2 separate regions of the Rattus norvegicus genome follow, and region 2 is linked to region 1. A link is a contact called in public Hi-C data. All regions are on one chromosome and are shown on one strand. The core of a region is the stretch at or near the end of the contact, and the rest is flanking DNA. Distances in the headings are between cores, read along the strand shown. Region 1 holds the start of Dusp4 (dual specificity phosphatase 4). Region 2 has its middle 120 kb from the start of Dusp4.

Region 1 (4,287 bases), core at 1,313-3,812:
TCACCTAAAACTGTGGACCAAATGGCTCACACGCTTCCATTAAGAAAATTATCCAGGGTGCTCTCACAGTATCCGGGTAAACACAATGCTGTCATTTAAAGCTCATTGCTGACATTCACACTGCTGAAGGCAGTTCCTGAAGGGGGCGGCGGCGGCGGCGGCGGCGCGCGCGGGGGAGGGGGGCTGTTGTTGTTTTATTCAACATCATCTTCTCAACAAAAGCCGCTCTTGGCTTAAATGTGCTAAGTCCGAAGTAGCTGTCCCTCTCCAGGAACAGGCGCGCAGGCGCGGGCACTCACACGTGGACACACACTGACACGCGCCTGCCCACACCCCCTGCGCGTGACTCGCCTATGGGATTTATGGACTTCTCCGGCAAGGATTACTGTCAGGTGCAGAAAGCAGCCTTTTGTTCGGTGGGCATCCCCACCCCTCCCCGGATTTGACTGTTATTTACAAACCCTGTGAGCACTGGGCAGGGGCCTGGCCTGCCAGGGGTAGGAGGAGCACCCCTGAGGCAGGGGAGACAAAGGCCAGCTTGGCCAGTGCTGGCCGGGGGACAACCTCACCCTCATTCCCCTCTGTGACTCTGGTGACTAGCATCCGGAGCTAAGGGCTGCTGGCCGCTGGGTTTGTAAACTGCGGGGAGAGGACCCAGGAGAGTGAATCTGATTCCGGCTGTCGAGGCACCGGGGATGTCTAGCACCCATAGTGGGCCAGCCAGAGGGAAGCACTAGATGTCCTCACAGCAAGCTCCGAACCAAGCAAGAGAAACCACTTTGCCCTCCTCACTGGTGCTGGACGCCCTTGCCACTCTCCTAGCCTGAAGGCCCAGTGCTCGAGACCTTGCCCCAGGCAGCCGATGTCACTCTGTTGTTGTGGCTCCTTCCGGAACCCGGATGTGAGTGATCCCGCACCACGGGCACCAAAATACAGGGTGCATTAGGGGGTCGCTAATATGTCAGCAACAAATTAATACGCATGTAATAGCTCATTCTTTAACTGAAAAAACCCATAAACAAAATAAGAAACGCAGTGCCATTTTGGAACCCAAGGTAACAAGGAAAATTCTCCACAGATGATTGCCCCCTGCAACGCCCACTGGACCCAGAAAAGGGTGTTGGGGACTTCAGAGTGCAGAGAGTCTGTAGGAAGCCTTGAAAATGGGAGTTGGAGGTGATCTCTGGAGAGCCGCTCTGCAGAAAACAAAGCAAAGGTAACTGAGTGGAGAGAGGGTTTAACCGGGGGAAAGGACCCTGAGGCTTTGGCTGCCCTCGCTGCCTCAGTCAGGCTTCTACTCGCAACCTGAAATGGAATATTCGACCTGGCCGCTACCAAACCCCGTAATTCCCTTGTTCGGTGATTAATTCTTGCTAACAAGACTTGGCAAGATCTCGGCCGAATAATTTTTGGCTTCTGTAAGGTCCCCACCACATGCGCGCATAACCTCCTTTCTTGCCAAAATCAAGCCCTTGGGAAATTAAATGTCCCCGGGAAGGTAAAAGCGGGGTGCAGATGCTACGTGACCTGGAAAGAGGGATGTAGAAACTCGAATCGTCTCTGAGCTTATTAAATTTGCCTTTTAAAAGGTCACTCTTCGCATGGACACTTTTCAACATCTTCCTTCGCACCAAATGTAGACCTTAACAATTATTTCCTTAGAGGACATTGCGTGTGAGCAAGAGGGAGGCGAGGACTTCCACCAAAGCGGAAAACCTCCGGGTATATCCCTCCTCCCCCCCTTCCCATGGTTAAATAATCAGGTTTTAGGAAGCTTGGGCCGGAGTGCTTCCCATTCTCCTGCACGGGCACACCATTCGGCCAATTAACGCCCCCCTCTGGGTTGTAAAGTAACAAACCCCTACACCTCTCTTTTGTTATTGGGCTTTGGCGCGAGGACTTCCCTTTCATCTTTCAAAGTCCGGGGTTTGCCCAGGTTCCGCGGGAAGCTATAAAACCGATCTAATAGCTCCGGACGGAAATCGATCACGCAAATGTATAAACTAAGTCCGGGGAATCGCATTAAAAACAAAACAAGACACAACCGGCCGGACCCGAAGAGCAAGCTTTAGTCCGGCGAGAAGAGGTCCCAAGCCCTGCGGGGTGGCAGCCATACAGTGTCAGGTTCCACCCAGCGAGACCTCGGAGACTTGGGGGGCGGGGGGGGAGCGCAGGGGTGAAGACCTCCACGCTGAGAGCCCAGGCCTCGGTTAGGCCCGCGTCGCCACCCGCTACTAACACAACGCCGAACGCCGCGCTCCGGGGCTGAGGAAGGACAGGGAGCCGCACGGCGGCTCCATTCACAAAGTCCGGGAGCTTCCGGCTTGCCGGCGGGTCGGAGGCTGCCTCCTTTTTCCTCTAGGTCTCGGTTTTATGAATGGGCCTGGCAGACAGCACCGAGCGCCCTGTTTACTCCTCTCTTTGTGACGTCGAGTTCCCGTGACTGGGTGCGAGGGGGCCGGCGCTCCATTCAAGAGTCGGGGTGGGGGCGGGGCGGGGAGCTTGCGTGGGGGGCGGGGCCTGGAGAGGTAGTAATGACTCTTCCCTCCCCCGGGAGAGCCGGCGAGCATTAATAAATCTCTAAGCAGAGGAGGAAACTCTGGCTGGGGCAGTGCGTGCAGCTCCGGCGGAGCGTTGGGGGAAAACGGCGGTGCCTAAGGCAGGAGCAGCCTAGCTAGCAAAACACACCAGGGGCAACAAACCGAGAGGAGCCCTCTCTCTCGTAAACATACTCCCCTCCTCGGTCACTTGCTCCGGGTGCCGTGCGCCCGCCTGCTTTGGCGCCAGAGAAGGCTCGGACTGCTATGTAACGTCGAGGCTGCGGGAGGAGGAGGAAGGGGTGTTGGGAGAAGAGCCTTGGGGCCAAGTTTGCGGGTCACTTCGGCAGGCGCCTTCTTAGCCTTCGCCTGTTCCTTCTTGTAGCCTAGCTGGCTTGGGTGCCCTTGGTCTTCTCCGGCTCCCCAGCTGCTGTGCTTTGCCGGCGACATGGTGACGATGGAGGAACTGCGGGAGATGGACTGCAGCGTGCTCAAAAGGCTGATGAACCGAGATGAGAACGGCGGCAGCGCGGGCAGCAGCGGCGGCAGCCACGGCGCCCTGGGGCTGCTGAGCGGCGGCAAGTGCTTGCTGCTGGACTGCAGGCCGTTTCTGGCTCACAGCGCGGGCTACATCCGAGGCTCGGTGAACGTGCGCTGCAATACCATCGTGCGGCGGAGGGCCAAGGGCTCCGTGAGCCTGGAGCAGATTCTGCCCGCCGAGGAAGAGGTGCGCGCCCGCCTGCGCTCTGGCCTCTACTCGGCTGTCATCGTCTACGATGAGCGCAGCCCGCGCGCCGAGAGTCTCCGGGAGGACAGCACAGTGTCGCTGGTCGTGCAGGCGTTGCGCCGGAACGCGGAGCGCACAGACATCTGCCTGCTTAAAGGTAAACCTGGGCGCCCGGGAGCGAGGTGGAGGGTAGGTGTAAGGGACTTGGTGACCTGAGCCCTGCTGGGCATTGGGAGGAAAGTACCGGAATGATTTCGGGCTGCTGGAGTCCCCTTCCTTGCGTGTCTTTGTGCGTGTCTGTGTGCACGGTTTTGCTGTGGTTTTGAGTACTAAGTCCTGGGGAGGCCGTGCTGGCGCGTTTCCCCAGTCACCTGCAGTCCGCACGCGTCCGAAGAGTTTCTGTGTTTATTGACATGAGCGGTTCTGGCCTGGATGCTGGCAGCTATTCCTCTGCGCAGCCCAGCCTCAAGTACTGAGCACGCACGCGCTCTTAAGTCCCACAGGGTTCAGAGAGGCCTGTTTCGGTATAACCCGGAGAACTGGAGAGGGGTTAAGGAAGGTGAATGCTGAGGTGAGATCTGTCTCGGGAGTTCCTACACAACCGGCAAATGAGGGAAGGAGAATTGGGTTGCAGATCTGGGGAGCGAACTGTTTTTCCTCTCCCGCTGCTTCAACTCAGAGCCTTCTTGGAAGGCGCCCCCCCCCCCCGCCCGGGTCTAAGGGAGGCTGGAGTGCTGTACTGGGGGGACACCAGACGCGTCTGCTCCTGCTAATCCCGGGAGCAGAGAATTACCTTACCACCTTTTGTTCACACATCATTCTCGGCTCTGCTAGCGGCGCGTGCCTGGTTAAAGCGAACCCTGGCCTGGGAAATAGGTGGCCGGAGAGAGGGTGGCTTGTCAAATTTAGAAGTCAGGCACCCCGAAAGGATCGCGCAGTATCCCAGACGCGGGAGGAAGGGACAGACCGCTCTCCGCACCTGCCTGCTAGGTCCGTGTGCGGGCTCCGGCTGGGGAGCACTGC
Region 2 (4,287 bases), core at 1,145-3,644, 120 kb before region 1:
CCGCCTATGTGTTTAATGCAAGCCCAGGTGACACCAGAAGAAAATCTACCTCAGATTCACAGAGGCAGAATACACAGGCCCCGCAAACAGGCTGTGAGCACCTCCTGAGTGTGAGAGACTTCTAGCACACGGGGACTCCAGTGCGATCATGCCCTTCCGCCCCGGTCACGAGTTTGCCTTTCCGCTTTCTCCTGACTGCTCTAGTCTGGAGACATTCAAAAGCACCAGTGAGGGTCCCTCAAGCTTTATGATATGTAGTGTCCCCCCACTTCCAACAAAAGCGCTTGGCCTGCAGGGTCCTCTCCTCTCCCTCTCTACTTCCTCTCCTCCTTCTTCTCTCTTCCTCACCCCTCCCCCTCCTGTGTTCCTCCCCCTTCCCTGTCCCCCCCCTCGATTTGCCAGCTTTCTGGGAGGCCCTCCCTCCTGGCTCCAAGCTCCAGAGTCTTTGGAGTATAATTAGTTCTTTAATCTCATATTCCTCTCACCGAGGAATTTCACAAAGGGGACTTACTCCTCCATTTACAACACGACAGGTGCTCTGGACTCCTCGGTGGAGGAGAACTACGGGGATTTATTTTCCTTTCTACTTCTCACTTCCTTCCTCTCCTGCTCTCCCGCTGAGAGGATAAACAGGAAGACAAACAGGTTCCTGCTTCCTGGGGCCAGAAATACAAATCCTGACTTTTGCCTGTGACCGATTCTATCACAGGCTGATTTGTCCATAGTCTGAGCCCACGGAACCGATGGCTTCTACTGACTTGGCAAGAGGGATGTCCTCTTTATGTGGACTATATACCAGCCTAAGGTGTCGAGGGTCCAACCCCCCTGCTGGAGAACTCTCTCACGCCTCTGACATTGTGGTGTCATCTCTTCTGCGTTCACCTCCTTTTTCTGAGGTGAATGAACCTTGCCCGGCTGCAAATCCACCTGCTTAGGGGCACTGGCAACTTCCACAGATGTCAATCAATGGGAAAGATGGCTGGCGGCAGTGGAGGAGAGACCGTGGGAAAAGTAGCATTGTACACGTGTCACGTGTCAGGGGAATATTCTCTGGATGAAGGGAAGTCGCTCACCATCCTTATACGGACTTCCTGTTTATGAAGGTAAATCCTAAAACACGGTCTTTATGCAGTTGTTAAGAAACACCGGCTCTGGGCTAGAGGAGAGTTGTCTCTGACTGCTCTTCCAGAGGTCCTGAGTTCAATTCCCAGCAACCACATGGTGGCTCACAACCATCTGTAATGGGATCCAATGCCCTCTTCTGGTGTGTCTGAACAGTGTACTCACATACTTAAAATATATGTCTTTTTTTAAAAAAAAGAAAGAAAAGAAACAGGAGCTCCATTCCAGTTTCTTCTGGAAGCTATGACTTCCCTGCCCCTCTTCCAAACTGGACATCCTCAGAGACTTACCATCCTGCAGAAAGAGCTCTGGGGAGCCAGGATTCTGGAAACCAAATGAAGACAGCCACAGAAGAAAGGCAAGACATTTCAGTAATATTCAGGGGTCAACATCGGAAAAGTCAGTACAGGTGAAACGTCACTTACCCAGAATTCTAAGTGTTTTAGATTTCAGGTTTTCCCAAATTTGGGAATACTTGCATATTCAAAAGGAGCTCTAGTGGGACCTGGACCTGCGTTCTGTCAGGAAACTTACACAAACTTTATATGCACTGTACACACAGAGGCCCTGGTGGTAGTTATATATGGCATTTGCAGTGTCTCTTTGTTTCAACAGCGAATCTCCATGACATGAGTTGAAATCTAGAAATTTCTACCATGGCAGGATATTGGCACTCAAAGGGTTTGAAACTCAGGAGAACTTCAGGTTTCGGCCATTCAGGCTTGGGAATCTCGATGTGTGTGTGTCCATTTAGTCAGCCTACATTTAAGTCTGTGAGCATCTGGAAAGGAAAGGAAACAGAGATGCTAAAAAAAAAAAATCCACTCACTGTTTTCTAGAAATGTCCTGACTGCCTGTCCACTTGAGACTGGGGAGCACTTAGGGAAGAGGAGTTGTTTGACAACAGGCTCTCAGGCTAAGGAGTTTGCTGAGCTCTGGGGACCGTCTCTCCAGCACACAATGGCTGTCCATCCTTTTCCAAGCCCAGACACTCCCTTTCCCTATCTTGGGACACACGTGTACGAGGCAGCAGAGAAAAGACAAGAGCAACAGTGTTCAGAGAGAAAGGGAGAAATAGGCCCAGTGGCCTTTGCAGTGCCCTTTAAACTCTGGCAAAAACAACAGCGGCCTTGTGCTAATCCAGTCTAATCTTTCAGAATTTATGTTCCTTAATTCTTCTCCTTGGCTTCCATTCAGACTAAAGAAACACATGGCCTTGGCTGAACCAGGTTCTACCCTGCCAAATCTCAGGTCTGACCCAAGTGCCAGAGCCTGGGTTCCCTCAGGCAGCTGCCCTGTCACCTACTTGGGTGTGCTGGTCCCAGGCATCGGGTAGGTTAAAGGTTCAGTCTTCAGTGGGAAGGTGGGACTTTCAAAGGATCTAAAGAGATGGTGGCTTTATCTTCTTAGGAGTCGCTCAAGCCTCTGCTTAGTCACTCATGTTCTTCCCCAGAATTAAACACACAGGCTGGCTCACGTCTGATGAAGCTGCTTTTTAAAAATACTTGCATCAGAGCAAAGTAGGGAAAATAAACTTACTCCTGAGGAGAGAAACTGAAGCCCACACCAGTCCTTACACATCCAAACACAGATGCACAATGAAACAGGTTAGAGTCCCACGAGCATTTAAAAATCTGTGATCCAGAAAGGGCTGCAGGCTGCCGTGGGGGCAGGCCTGTGGGTCTATTTTAAGCAACTTTGACCCAGATCAGGTAATATCAGACTCTGTACTTAGTTCCAGAGTCCGTTTGGGACAGACTCATAGCCGAGAGTGGGTGTTGTGCTGAGTGTCCTGGTCCATGTCATCTGCCTTCAGTGGTATTAGTGGTCCCGCTCAACCCCTCTGGTCACTCAGGGACCAGGAACGATTGTCATAAAAGTCAAGAGTTCAAACAAAAACGAAATGGAAGCAAATTAATTACCTCTTCTCAACACCCTTGAACAAAGGGGGTTTATTTGGTATAAGCGAGCATGGATGGCAAGGAACGCATTTCTTTTTTTTCTTTTTTTATTCTTTTTTTTCGGAGCTGGGGACCGAACCCAGGGCCTTGCGCTTGCTAGGCAAGTGCTGTACCACTGAGCTAAATCCCCAACCCCAAGGGAACGCATTTCTAAATCCTTCCCGTTTGTTGCATAAAACTGATGTTGGGCCAGTGTGCTCCCATGCTGCATGGGGCAGGCGTGATCCCTCCCCTACAGTGTGTTGCTGCAGAGAGAAAACGGCCCTCACCTCTGGAAGATGGATGGACTCACAAAAGGACACTGGGCTGTTTCCAACCTGCTAGCTAGCTAGCAAACGCAAGCATACCACCTTTTCTACGCCTGCGCTCGTTTTGTTGTTGTTGGGGGCAGGGGGTGGTGGTGGTGGTTGTTGGGTGCTGGGGAAAACAGAAGAAAGGATTTGGTCAGTTCTGCTTCCCTGCAACCATTCAGGAGTTACGGGTCAGTATCATTTGCAAAGGAGTTGAGATGGATGAAATATTCATACGAAAGAAAACTAATGTCACTAAATGCAAAAAGATAACAGGAGTGAAAGCTTTGTCTGCTGCAGAGTGGAGACCGAACCCTTGCAATTGGCAATTGTGAATCCTCTGAGCTGTGAGTTTTGGATGAAGAATGGCAGGTGTGGTCTTGGCCGACTTGCTTTGGCAATACTGCATTTCTCATCCTGATACCTCAAAACACAAATGTGTCAACAAAAGGAGCTTCTTCCTTCCTTGTGTAAGCGGTAATGATTAGCACAAGGTAACCCAGGAAAGACAAAAATGACAGGGTCCGTCCCAGCTTCTAAATATCTAAGAAGTGAAGAAACAATAATCTTTTAAAGGAGAAATTATTTTTATTTCATAATTATTTGTGGATGTCTGCATATTCATACTTGAGAGCAAATGGCCTTGGAGGCCAAAGGCATTAGATTTGCTGAACCTGGAGTCACAGGCAGTTATGAGCCCACAAGACCTCATCTTCACGGCCGAGGCATCCCTTCAGCCAGTGAGGTAACAAGTTGTCTACCTTGGAAACATGGGTTTCCTGGATGGTAACATACTCCTGGGAACAGACTATAAACAGGGCTGCCAGATGCAAATGCAGGACCCTCAGGTCCACTGCTTTCCAGATAAACTTCACTACAAATGTTCGCCAAATACTACATAGTATTTACTCACA

Evidence for each region. Hi-C and Micro-C count contacts between places; a contact is called where the count stands out from the background.
Region 2: a contact with region 1 is called in a Hi-C map of liver, with 2.5 times the contacts expected there. The contact joins the enhancer-like site here to the promoter of Dusp4 in region 1. A contact is called at or near these places in 5 of 12 Hi-C or Micro-C datasets (kidney, liver, mammary epithelial cells and 1 more).

The regions. Positions count from the first base shown.
Region 1 is chr16:64,091,975-64,096,261 of GRCr8, reverse strand. Dusp4 (dual specificity phosphatase 4) reads left to right here and starts at 2,562. Exons shown (of 4, transcript NM_022199.2): 1 at 2,562-3,421. The coding sequence starts at 2,986.
Region 2 is chr16:64,207,343-64,211,629 of GRCr8, reverse strand. No RefSeq gene overlaps it. Among named protein-coding and RNA genes, the nearest start is that of Dusp4, 120 kb to the right of the region's middle. Within about 2 kb of position 2,394, at least 5 of the 93 cell types and tissues checked have an H3K27ac peak or open chromatin away from gene starts, as enhancers often do. A contact at or near this core is called in liver, where this site is marked.